Linked DNA regions of Anser cygnoides: all the other regions are linked to region 3. A link is a contact called in public Hi-C data. All regions are on one chromosome and are shown on one strand. The core of a region is the stretch at or near the end of the contact, and the rest is flanking DNA. Distances in the headings are between cores, read along the strand shown.

Region 1 (2,897 bases), core at 232-2,731, 170 kb before region 3:
GCACTGACCTGCTATCTAACCTATTTGTATTCTGAAGATGCTTAGAGCTCCATAAATAATGTTTTAGGGGTCTGCCTGTAATGGTTACATATTTACTCATGACTAGGTGTATTTATTTTTATAGAAAAAGGAAGGAATTAAACACTGATTTTCCAACAAAAGAAACATCCTCAGCTAATGGGGAAACCATGAGGACCTGCCACAGGAAAAAATCTTAAGCATGTGTTTATTGTTTAGTTTTAAGTATGTGTTTTCCTTTCCATACTTTCCATCCGAACAAAAGGAGTTTTTTCTAAAACAATGTAGAATTTGCTGAATGTTGTTGGTCCATTTCAGAAGGTTGATGAGCTCCTCTGGAAAAAAAAAAAAAAAGCTATTTAGGAGAATCACAGGAAGAGCCTGCAGTAACCCATGCACCACAGAGCTGTTGGCTTTAAGTGGAAAAGAAATATGTAGAGTGTGCTAAAATAGACCAGCCAGGCAAAGCCAGCCTGGGGTGAATGTGCGTGTATATATGTATCGCACATTTAGTCAATGTCAGTTCCTTTTTCTTGGGGAGACAGTTTGGTATTGATTTTTTTCCAATGTCTGTTATTTATGTGGCAGTACTATTATTATGTGGTATTATTAATTTTGTAACATTATCATTAATGTGGTATTATTATGGTATCGCTAGTGTTATTATCACAGGGTATTTTTCCAACATTTGATATTTAGTAAACCATAGGCGCAATTATGGTTTACGATTGGCATGCATGTGGCTAATCCATCCCAGAAATAGACTCTGTGTAGGCGGGACTGCTTGTGTGCTGCTCTCTGCAGACCCACTAGGCTGTTTCCTACTGGGAAGCCAAAAGGAGGTCACCATTTGTTCTGAGCGAAGATGCTCCTGATGTGATTCCTGATTTTGTTTACATCACAAATGCATTCCTTATTGACACATATAAAAGGCAGGACAGAAGCAAGCCCTGTGCTTTTGAGGTGGGAAAATGAAGTACCATTCAGCTACGAAGCTCAGATTTGCAGAGAATGAACTTCGCACAAGTACAAACGTATGTTTATCAGATGGAATGTGCATCAACAAGTGCCATTGCCCAACTTACCTTGCTTTGATCGCATCATGTCGTTTGTGAAGCTTATCTAGAGAGTGAAGCAAGCGGTTGACATAAAGTGTTGCCTGAACATAGAATGAACTTTGATCAGCTATAAGGGAACACAAGCAGGTTACTGGAATTGTTCACATCATGAACCCTTTATTTTTTTTCTGTGGGGATCTGACACACTTCAAATTAAACTGAAATTAAGAGTTTATATATATATATATATATGTATATTTCTACAAAGCATTGCAAATGTATATAAACCAAGAAGAAAGCAGAAACTTCAGAAGTATATACTTCAGTGACTAAGCAATCTAGATTTTGCCATTTCTGTATCTGAAAATTCAAGAAACTTGATTTTTGGAAACAAAGCTCTCTGTGTGAACTGAATGGGCCTGTATGGCTTTTTTGAGCAACCAAAAGTAATGGTTCAGTCTGAATTTGAACTAGCAACGACACTATATAATTGGATTTGGTTCCATTTGATTTAGTTTTTGTTTTTTACTCCTCTTCAGCTGTTCTCTCTTAAAAATGGAAGATAGATTCATTCATAGAATATATGACTGGGTAACCCACTGGAACATGTAGTGTTTTTTGTTGTTGTTGTTGTTTAGTTTAGTTCAAGCATGAATGTTTACTTTCTTCCTGAGAGATTTAATTTCCATCCTGAGAGATTTAAAAGTCCCAGAAGAGAGGCTGAAAACCACTGTGACTCTTCCAGGACTGGGGCCGTTGCCAGCCAAACCACCTGAGAGGTTTGAGAGGGACCCCAGCTCCTCACGTTACTGCAGTCAAGACTTAGGCAGGGGCTGTCCTGATTTCCCCAAGGTCATGAGGCTCCTGTGTTTTTCGTGCTCTCCTGAGAAGACCTTCTTCTCCTGAGAAGAAGGTTTGATATCCAGGATACATGCTGCAAAGCTCAAGATTCGAAGTTTTCTGGGACACTTTTGCCATCTGCTTACTGTGGGATAGGTCTCATCCCACCAAAATGTAGTTCAAACTCAGGGTATCTGTGCGTTGTGGCTGGTATCAGGGCCACCTGAGGACAATTTCATTCATTTGAGAATTTCTGGGGCAAAAGGGTCCCTCGGTTCTGGCCTCCCTCTATGAAGCGAGCAAGAATGGACAGGCAAAGGCAGTGCCAGGGCTCCCTGCACACGAGGGGCCTGCCCAGAGCAGCACGTGGCTGCTGGTGAGCTGGGTGGTGTGGTTGAACTGGGATGGAGCAGCTGGCAGACAGCAGAGAGTGGCACCTTGCATTTATTTATGGTTTTCGTGATGGATTTCTTACCATGCATGAATAATTTTTCAATTATTTGGGCAGCAGGTACTTTTCAGAGAAAACAAAGGTCCTCATTTTCCGCAGGGTAGTGTGCCTGTTAACATTAGTACATCTGTCAGAGACTCCTGCTTAGCATATATGTCCTCTTTAATGTTCGAAGTGCAAGAAGCTTAGCAGATTCGAGAGGACACCAGCATAAAAAGCATTCCTCGTTCATCAGTGGATACTTAGGAAATAAACAGGACACCGGTGCGGTAGGAGAACAAATGTTACAGCCACATGACCTCTCTGGCGAGTCCACATCCACTTCATCAGCCCAGCACAGCCTGCCCTTCTGCAGACCCCCTCTGGAGACTTGCATTTCTCTGTGGCGTCGGTACTGTGGACGCAAACAGGCTATCTGTCCCTGCCTCGCATTTCATTTAACACCAGCTTTGTGCAAATGGAAACTGATGATTCACAGGGATTGTTCTGGGCCTGGTTCATTAGAGTGTGGAGAAAATATCACAGTGGCT
Region 2 (3,011 bases), core at 268-2,767, 140 kb before region 3:
GGTAGGGCACACATGGCCTGCTCTGGAGCATGGGTGGGGATATATGGCCACCCCAAGGCTATTGTGAAAGGAAGCTGGTCACCTATAAAGTTTTGCAGGATCAGCAAAATGAAGTAAGAAGTGAGAACTCTAGGAGAACTGGTTAGTTTTAAAACACCATATGTTAAAGTCTGTCACTTTTCTTTCTCACTTAAGGGTTAAAACAGCTCTTATGAGAGGAAGGAGGTTAACGTGATTTATATTAGAAATTATGATTGTTATGGCAGAGAAATCAGGGCAATTATTTTTATTCATGCCTACGTTCTGGCAATGACATTTTACATCTCTTATGCCTGTGGGACCCTGCTGAAGAGCTGCAGATGATATTATCTGCTGTGCCTCAGCAAATCAGTGCAGTTGGTGTGCTGGCAGGGCAGAAGCAGAAAGACCTGAGCAAGAAAGCAGGAAGAACCACTTTACATTTTACACCCTTTTCCAGGGTAGTTATCAGTGTGCTCAAGCCAGCGGGGTTACATCAGAGATGAATTTAGCCTGTTATCTGCAGAACTTTCCAATAGCCTTGTTGTTGCTGTCACCGTGTTGCCACTTGAAGACATTCATGGCATATGGGATGTACTGAACACACAAATCCTTCAATTACTCACCAAATGCCGTGAAACTTGTAGGTGGCTCAGTACTCAAGCAGACAGCATTTGCAGTGCCTGGTTACTAGCAGGATGCCATGTATGAGCCCAGAGAGAACTTGAGAAATTTGTAGATAATTAGTGTGGACTGGGAGACCTGAAACGTTTCAGATTTTTCTGTAGGTCATTAACCTAATGTGCATCAGGAGCTGAGTGTGTAGCAGCTAGTTCACAGTAGAGCACGTTGTTAATACCAGGTCTGCAGCTCTTTAAGGTAAAGCCCACCTCTTAGCATGTGCTTAGCTAGATCTCAACCAAAGCAAGCTCCAGACACACATGGGCTCCCAAAACTCTAGGTGTTGTAACAGAGGTAAATCAGTGCATAAAACACAAGGCTGTCTTGTCAGAGGAAGCTTTGAACAGCTATATTAACCTCTGAATAAATAATATGTTAATGATTGACTAAAATGTGTAAGCAGAAGATTTCAGGTTGACAAATCACCTTTGGTAGGCTATACAAAGAAGAATGTAGCAAATCATAGAGCTCATGTCAAAGAATTATTTAGAAAGTCCTGAGGGGAAAAGAGATCATATGAACAACTGGGAAAGTGTCGTAGGAAAGCAAGGGGAATATCCTGTGATATAGGTTATGACAGCTGGGACTGAGTATGTTATTTCAGATCTACTTAAATTGGCTCAAGATTGCTTTGCCTCAGACTGAACTAGAAAAATAAATTGGGAAGGAGCTGCTTCCCCAGCTCTGAAGAGGGTGGGAAAAGCCAGGTGGCTTGGGATGTGCAGAAGGTATTTTGGGAGCTGTGGATTAAAAGAAGGCAGAATTCTTGCTAGTGTGTCATATCGCAGGGACAGTTGCCATAGCACCATTTACTGCTAAGAATAGATTTGTATAGCCCAGCTGCAGGTCAAAATATTTATGACTTAAGATTTTTTCAGGGCCAATTCAAACAAAATGCATTTTCCCTGTACGCAAGTGTTGAAGAGCACAGGATGTAGCTCACACACGCCAGCCCCAGGTGAGGATGAGGTGGGGTAATCTGACACAGACACTTGCTATCGGGTTCCACGACAGCAGAGCAGCCTGTGACATGTGGCCCATTGCACCTGGATTGTATTTTGGGATGCCAATTGACAGAGCTTGGATTGTGAGGCATCCTGTTTTAAAACAGAAGGTTTTGTGAAATAGGGGAATGACTGAGACAAAACAACGATTGTCAATGATTTCTCTCTTCACCCAAGAATGTTTCCTCTGCAGGGAACCTGGCAGCAAGTCCCATGCTGAAGCGAGGAGACTTTGGCATCCCGAACGATGATGTTCCCTCTCCACAGCTGCCTTCACAACTTGGTGAAAGCCACCAGGTGACCACCAGAAGCAGGTCAGAGGCACCAGGACAAGGCAGCCTCTGCCAGGCGCAGAAGTACCTTGTCCCTGAGCAGAGCTTTGGAGGCAGTGGCTGGAAGCAGGCTGCCTGGCTGAATGTGGGCTGTGCATTGGGGCACTGCAGGAACTGCTGTTGCACCCTCGGTAATCAGCAGGCAGAATCACAGGGATGCTGATCAGCATAAAGCCATTCCCAGCTGTGGGGAACCAGAATCTGACCAGGGAAGCACGCTGTTAATATTTCACCCTCTGCCATGCCATGGACCCACCTTCACTGCCTCGCCTAGACCAGGCTGCACACCTGGACCGTGGGGCAAAGTCTTACACAGCATTTGGCCTGACTTGTAGCAGGCTTGAAAAGCAGAATGCAGACAAGTCTTCAGGAAGGAAAACAAAAGATGTTGACAGACTCCATAAAAATGACCTCCTTTTGTCACTTAGGTCACTTCTAACATGAGACAGCATTCATTTATGCGATTCACAGTGTCAGCCTTCATCACACACTTGATTAAACCCAAGAGACTTGCTACGGAGACAGGCAAGTTGCAGGCAGGGGATGCTGACTCCTTGTCAGCAGCTGTGGGGGATTATTGTGTTCTCATGAAGTATCAAAGATGGGGAGAACAGGGTGAGGAAGAACAGAAAGGTAACCACAAGACTGTCATCTCCAGGGGATACCAATTAAGTACACTGACTCCACGGAGAAATACCGATCCACGTTCTGCTACTTCACTCTGATGCAGAAAAATTAGCTTGTTCCATGCAGGGTATCTCCTAGTTGCCTATCTTCTGCTGTTGCCACAGGATCACAAGATCGTCATTTTGAAACTTGGGTATGTAACATTAGTGAGATCGACAGGGGACACATATTGACCAGAAAAAAAAAAAATCAGTTCTTAAAAGTCACCAAGAATTTCCTCTATTCTTTTTTATTTTATTTTATATTATTTTTTTTTACATGCTTGAGCTACAAACAGAACTTCCCAAAG
Region 3 (2,712 bases), core at 198-2,697:
ACCACTGTATTTATTCTGTACTTACTTGCCTAACTGGAAAATAAGAATAAGAGACGCATAGAAATACGTATGTGGATGTTGTTTTAAAAAGCAAGCGCTAACTAAATACTTCTAGGTAAGAGCCCCTGAGAGCTCTAATTAAAACTTCAAATTTATGGTTCCTTATTGTGTGTTCAGACTATTGAGCATTATCTCTCTGACATTTGAATTGGAAGAAAATACATTATACAGGTATAGTATTAAAAAGCCCAAATAACATTTCACAAGGGGAAAAATGAGGCCAGCAGATTTATTTATACTCGTGACCCAATTAGTGATACAAGCCATCACCCAGCTACAAAGAAATTTAATTTAGTCACACAAAGAATAAATAGAGGTGTTCCCTGCAAATCAGTCTTCAAGGTGGACATGAACAGATACGAAAGACAGAGCTTACTAACGAATTTTCATGTTGGTTAAGGAACAATAAATATTTAATGTTACTTTGAATAGCTTTTTAAAGATAATTTATTCATAATGGGTTGACATAGATAGTGGTGATGTTTACCTGTCCCTCTCCTGCAGTAGATGGGAAGGAATGAATGCAGAGTGCGAGCAACCCTCTGACTCTGCATTTCCTCATTTATCTGTGCTGTCTAAAATGTGCATGATTTGTCCAGAAATCTTCCTTACAATGAACTCTACCTCATTATAAGTTCACAATCCAACAAGTCCACACTTCTAAAGTAAGAAAAGAGATTTCACCTTGAAAATCATTTGTGATTGTTCTATCAGAAAACCCATTAGCAATCTCAACTTACATGAATACTCCTTTTTCTGATGATATCATTTCTCTTGAAACATAATTTAAAAAACATTGTAAAGTTTCCTATAGGCCAAAACATACATCAAAATATTTTGTCAAATTCCGTGTTCTAACCCAGTTTAAATTTGTTTTGTACAGAGACAGTAGATAGTATTTGATAACCTTGCAGAGGTCATTTAAAAACTTGAGTTTATATAGTACTATACACACTCAAAGCCCTGCTTCAGTGTAAAAGTTACACAAAGAGAGAACAACACCCTCCTATCCCCCCCGACAAAATTCTTCTTTACACTCTCCCCTTCCCAGCGCAATCAGTAATGCAAGATAAATTATCAGCTCTGTGTGCATTGCCTTCAAAAATTAAGTTTCCCCATCAGGGTATTTCCACTAGTGTTTGTCCCAGTGCCCTCCTGTGTTGCTGCCCTATCCCTCCTGGCATCAAGTATGTAAAGAGCACCCAAACGCCCCTGAATTTACCTTATAAATACTGATCCAGAACTCTCTGTAGGGCTGACTGGAGGAGGGTCATTACTTGACTTTCGGAAGCTGCTCTGACTTTCAAAATGAAAAACCGAGTCTTCCAAGGAATTCCCTTTTCTCATCATGTTAATGGTGCTAACTGCAGAGTTAGGTAAGTTTGGGTCTAGAGGGATCCTTCAAGCACACGGCCTTTCACTGCTGTAGGAAATGCATTCTTGGTGTGACTCCAGCTTGGACTGGCTTTAAAATCAGTTAATCAGTAACACATTGATGTGACATCACGAGGTTTTTTTCTTTTATACCTGCAGCACTTCATAGATATACTTTGAAACAAATCTCATCAAGTTTAGGTGTAGTATGTCTTTGGAAAGTCGATACTAATAGCAATAAACTGTTTGGATAAATTTAAGAAAAAAAAAAAAAGACAAGAACTCTTAATTCAAATGATGTTGCATTGCCAGGCTCGTACTAAATGTAGTAATATGATCTGTCAGAAATTCTACTTTGTGAATTACCTGCAGGTCTCTAATTTTCCAAGTTTGAACAACATAAGAGTGTATGTTTCAGAAGTGACTATATCCACCTGTTTTGACATGCCAAAGTCATTATATTGCACTTCTGCAGTAACATATTTGTGCACATGCATGCAGGTAGTTGCCATGAAATAAAGTCATTGCAGTTCTTCTTAAACACAGAAAATCTTTTTAAATCTCAGCGCACCAAACACCAACTGAACAAGGCCAGTTTGCCTAATCATTTTTATTTATTTATTTTCCATAGGAATTGGCAAACATTAACTACAGAATTGCATGGTTTACTGTTTGTTGAAGATGACTATAATGATTAGGTTGGTCAAAGAAATGGTAAACAACATTTCTTTAAATTGTGAGCCATCCCATACAACTGAAGTAACACCCCAAGATCTCCAGAACTTCTGCTAATCTTCATTTAGGCTCTGCATGATAATAAGCCCTAGTCTGTGAGACTGAATAAACATGTGGAGTGTAGCTCTCTCTTTCTATTGTCAGCATCTATAAATAGATTATGAAACAATACAAATGCATTTGGACTGTTCTCAAATTTTGCTACTAAGCTGAATGAAATCTAGTCAAAGTATTCTGTCTTTCTGAATGTGTCATTCCCTGTTCACCCCCCTTCCCCCAAGCCCTACCTTCCTAATGACTTAAAACCTGGTTGTTGCATTTTTGAAGATAAAATTCACTTTGAAGTCAGTATTAGCCAAACTGTAATGGACTCTGTAAAGGACGGAAACAACAGGAAGAACAGTAACTATTAAAATACAGGATTAGCATAACAGTCAAGAAGTAAAGGTAAAGATGAAACAGTCGTTTTCTTGGAAGTGAAAATTCCAAATAAATGTGACTCTTTCTTTTCTTGAAAGGAAAAAAAAAAAGGAATAATGTACA
Region 4 (2,734 bases), core at 11-2,510, 190 kb before region 3:
TATCTTTTATAGGCTTTAGTTCTTTAGAAAGGTAAGCACAGCTGAGTAGGAAAACTAAGAACTCAATAATGCCACATGCACTGCACAGCTGAGTAGGAAAACTGGGAACTAAGTAATGCCACGCACACTTTCATTCTTGGGTTATCAACATGGTGCAACAGCGAACTAAAGAAAATAACTGACTCAAGTCCTGGTAGCAATTAGAAAAACAGGTCATCTTGAAGCTCATGACCCTATCCTAAACAACCAGAACTGTAATAATCTACCTGAAGTCCTGAAAAAAATGAAAACTTTGCCTAAAATTTCATTACTGTGAATTCTTACCTGGAACTTTGAGTTGTATTATCTCCAGAACAGCATGAAAATACAGTTATGATTGTCTTTTACTTACTGAGTTCTTAACTTTTCTGCTGTTCTCACGAATTCTGCTTTCTTAGCTTGTTCTGCTTTCATCTTCCAGTTCTGACACTGTTGACCAGAACCTGCAGTACTGAAACAGCTGTCATTCTGTACATAACAAAATGGAGTATTATTCAAAAACAGTATTTTATTTTTAAATACTCATAGGTTATTTTTAAGCAGACAATACCACAGTGCAGAGATAACAAACAAAAGCACTACTTCTGTTTTATACTACAGTAATCCAAATAATTTTAAGTTACACAGGTATAAAATTGAAGTGATGATAAACTGATGAGTGTATATAAAAATCCATTCTTCAAAGGAAAAATGGAAAGAATGCAATGTCAACTTGCTTTCACAGATGCTGCTGATCACACTACATACCACCCTAAATCAAGATAGTATCTGAAGATTTGGAGGTAACTCGCTACCTGACTATACAATCTTATGTTATCTACATGTAATCTACATTAGGCAGATTACCCCATTTCATCTCGTTAAAGGAAAGCACTCGCTTAACTTGTGAAATCTGCTCAAAATGCCCTGCAAACTGTTAACTCTTACTCACAGCAACCCCAAGCAGTCTAAAGGCACCACATGCTGGGACTACTGACAAACACGGGCTATGAAACTGGATGTTGTGAGCCTACTATCTGAGGTCAGCCCGGCAAACCAGCAGCTCCTGCTTCAGCCCTCTCCCCGGGCCGCCCGGCGAGGCCGGCTCCGCGGCCAGGCCTTTACCTGCTGCCGCCCGCCGGCCGCCGCCGCCACGGCCGTTGCCAGCGCAGCCATCTTGGCCGCGGGCAGCCGCCGCCGCCCGCCCCGCCCCGCCCCGCCCCGCCCCGCCCCGCCGGGAGATGGAGGCGGGCGGGGAGCCCTGCAGCCGCCGCGTATGTCTGTCTGTGTGTCTGTCTGTCTGTCTGTCAGTGTGTTTGCGAGGGTGTGTCCCTCTGTCCGGGCTCCGTCAGGATAGGAGTGCCTGGCGTTGCTAGTTACCGTGGTAATAAACGCTGGCCGCGGCAGGGCGTTCCTGGAGTCGTTTCTACCCACGCTGCCTGAGGGGACAGTGAAAGGAGTTCAGTTAACTCAAAACAGTAACAGCAACAATAATAAATAATAATAATTTGGACCAGAACCCCCTGGTCTGTTTACACGGTTCTACAGTGGCCATCTTTCAAGCTTGGCCACTCCTCTGTTGCTTTATAGGAAGCGGTATAACATGACAAAGGACTTAGTGGTTCTGACACAGACCTGCTGGCTCTTTAGGGAACGGTGGTCACACGAAGCCCCAAAGCCTACAGTGATCTGGAAGGGAAATCTGACCTGAAAAAAGAGCCCAAGTCCTGAAATCCTGGGATTTCAAAAGAAGCAGGTGGGGTATGTTCAAAAGGCTTTCACCACCTTGTCAGAGGCAGACAGTGACTACATTAGGCTCCCAGCCACCCTTGCTTTTGGGTGAGAAAGTTGTAATCCGGAGTGCCCATGACCTTCCAAGCCTTGCAGGCATGTACTCAAGGTGATGACCATGTGGAAAAGATAACAGGCTCCAAAGGCTCCAGACTATCTGACCAATGCCATTTAACTCCCCTGAGCTCATTTGAAGAGCTGAAGCCACAGACCTAATGTCACAAGCAGGAGTCTCTTCAGAGCAATGTACTCCAGTAGCCAAAGCTGACCTGAGGTGTGTACACATCTAGGGATGTGTGGATGCAGATCTATCAAATGCAGAGCAGCAAGTGATGCTTGCTGTATGGTGTCACCATATCCTGCTTTTCCCTCAAGGGCTGGTTTTAACTGGGAAGAGCAGTGTATGGTTGCAATTTGGCTACGACTGATTCACCATCTTGGATGTTTGATTAAACACAGTCTCTTTCTTACTCTTTCAAACTCATGGAGCATCCTTATGACTGGCTAAGGTTTTGTTTATGTCAGGATTTAGGGTTTTGTATTGATTACTTCCTTCAGGAAGACCAGACTACATCCTCATTATCCTGACAGGAAATAAAGAGCTTCATATTATTCAATACATTTTTGAACTCTCAAGATTTTGTTTTTCACACAGATATACCAATCAAACTTTTAAGGAGTTGCTAATTAACATTTCTGCAGAATAGAAATAATCTATTCATGCAGTGGCTTTGCTAGCTAAAAAGATTTTATGATCTGGTGTTTTCCCAGCTGTAGAACACAAAAGCATTCACAGATGCTAACCAAATGGCCTAAGCTGAAGACATTTTATTGCCTAATTGATGTTTTTAAAAGCACTTTTCTGATATATTTTTCCTTTTTATATTTTATGACCGTGCTTACATTTAATTTCTTTGTATTTGAT

Evidence for each region. Hi-C and Micro-C count contacts between places; a contact is called where the count stands out from the background.
Region 1: a contact with region 3 is called in a Hi-C map of liver, with 2.2 times the contacts expected there. The contact joins the enhancer-like site here to the promoter of GRAMD2B in region 3. A contact is called at or near these places in 2 of 7 Hi-C or Micro-C datasets (granulosa cells and liver).
Region 2: a Hi-C map of liver shows a contact between it and region 3, with 5 times the contacts expected there. The contact joins the enhancer-like site here to the promoter of GRAMD2B in region 3. A contact is called at or near these places in 2 of 7 Hi-C or Micro-C datasets (both in liver).
Region 4: a contact with region 3 is called in a Hi-C map of liver, with 2.8 times the contacts expected there. The contact joins the promoter of CCDC112 here to the promoter of GRAMD2B in region 3. A contact is called at or near these places in 2 of 7 Hi-C or Micro-C datasets (granulosa cells and liver).

Annotation. Positions count from the first base shown.
Region 1 is chrZ:22,823,990-22,826,886 of Taihu_goose_T2T_genome, reverse strand. No RefSeq gene overlaps it. Among named protein-coding and RNA genes, the nearest start is that of CCDC112, 20 kb to the left of the region's middle. Within about 2 kb of position 1,481, at least 2 of the 3 cell types and tissues checked have open chromatin away from gene starts, as enhancers often do. A contact at or near this core is called in liver, where this site is marked.
Region 2 is chrZ:22,792,722-22,795,732 of Taihu_goose_T2T_genome, reverse strand. No RefSeq gene overlaps it. Among named protein-coding and RNA genes, the nearest start is that of FEM1C, 42 kb to the right of the region's middle. Within about 2 kb of position 1,517, at least 2 of the 3 cell types and tissues checked have open chromatin away from gene starts, as enhancers often do. A contact at or near this core is called in liver, where this site is marked.
Region 3 is chrZ:22,651,389-22,654,100 of Taihu_goose_T2T_genome, reverse strand. It overlaps GRAMD2B (GRAM domain containing 2B), which reads right to left and starts at 1,447. Exons shown (of 14, transcript XM_048049927.2): 1 at 1,283-1,447. The coding sequence starts at 1,410.
Region 4 is chrZ:22,843,738-22,846,471 of Taihu_goose_T2T_genome, reverse strand. CCDC112 (coiled-coil domain containing 112) reads right to left here and starts at 1,260. Exons shown (of 10, transcript XM_066987714.1): 1 at 1,144-1,260; 2 at 392-507. The coding sequence starts at 1,194.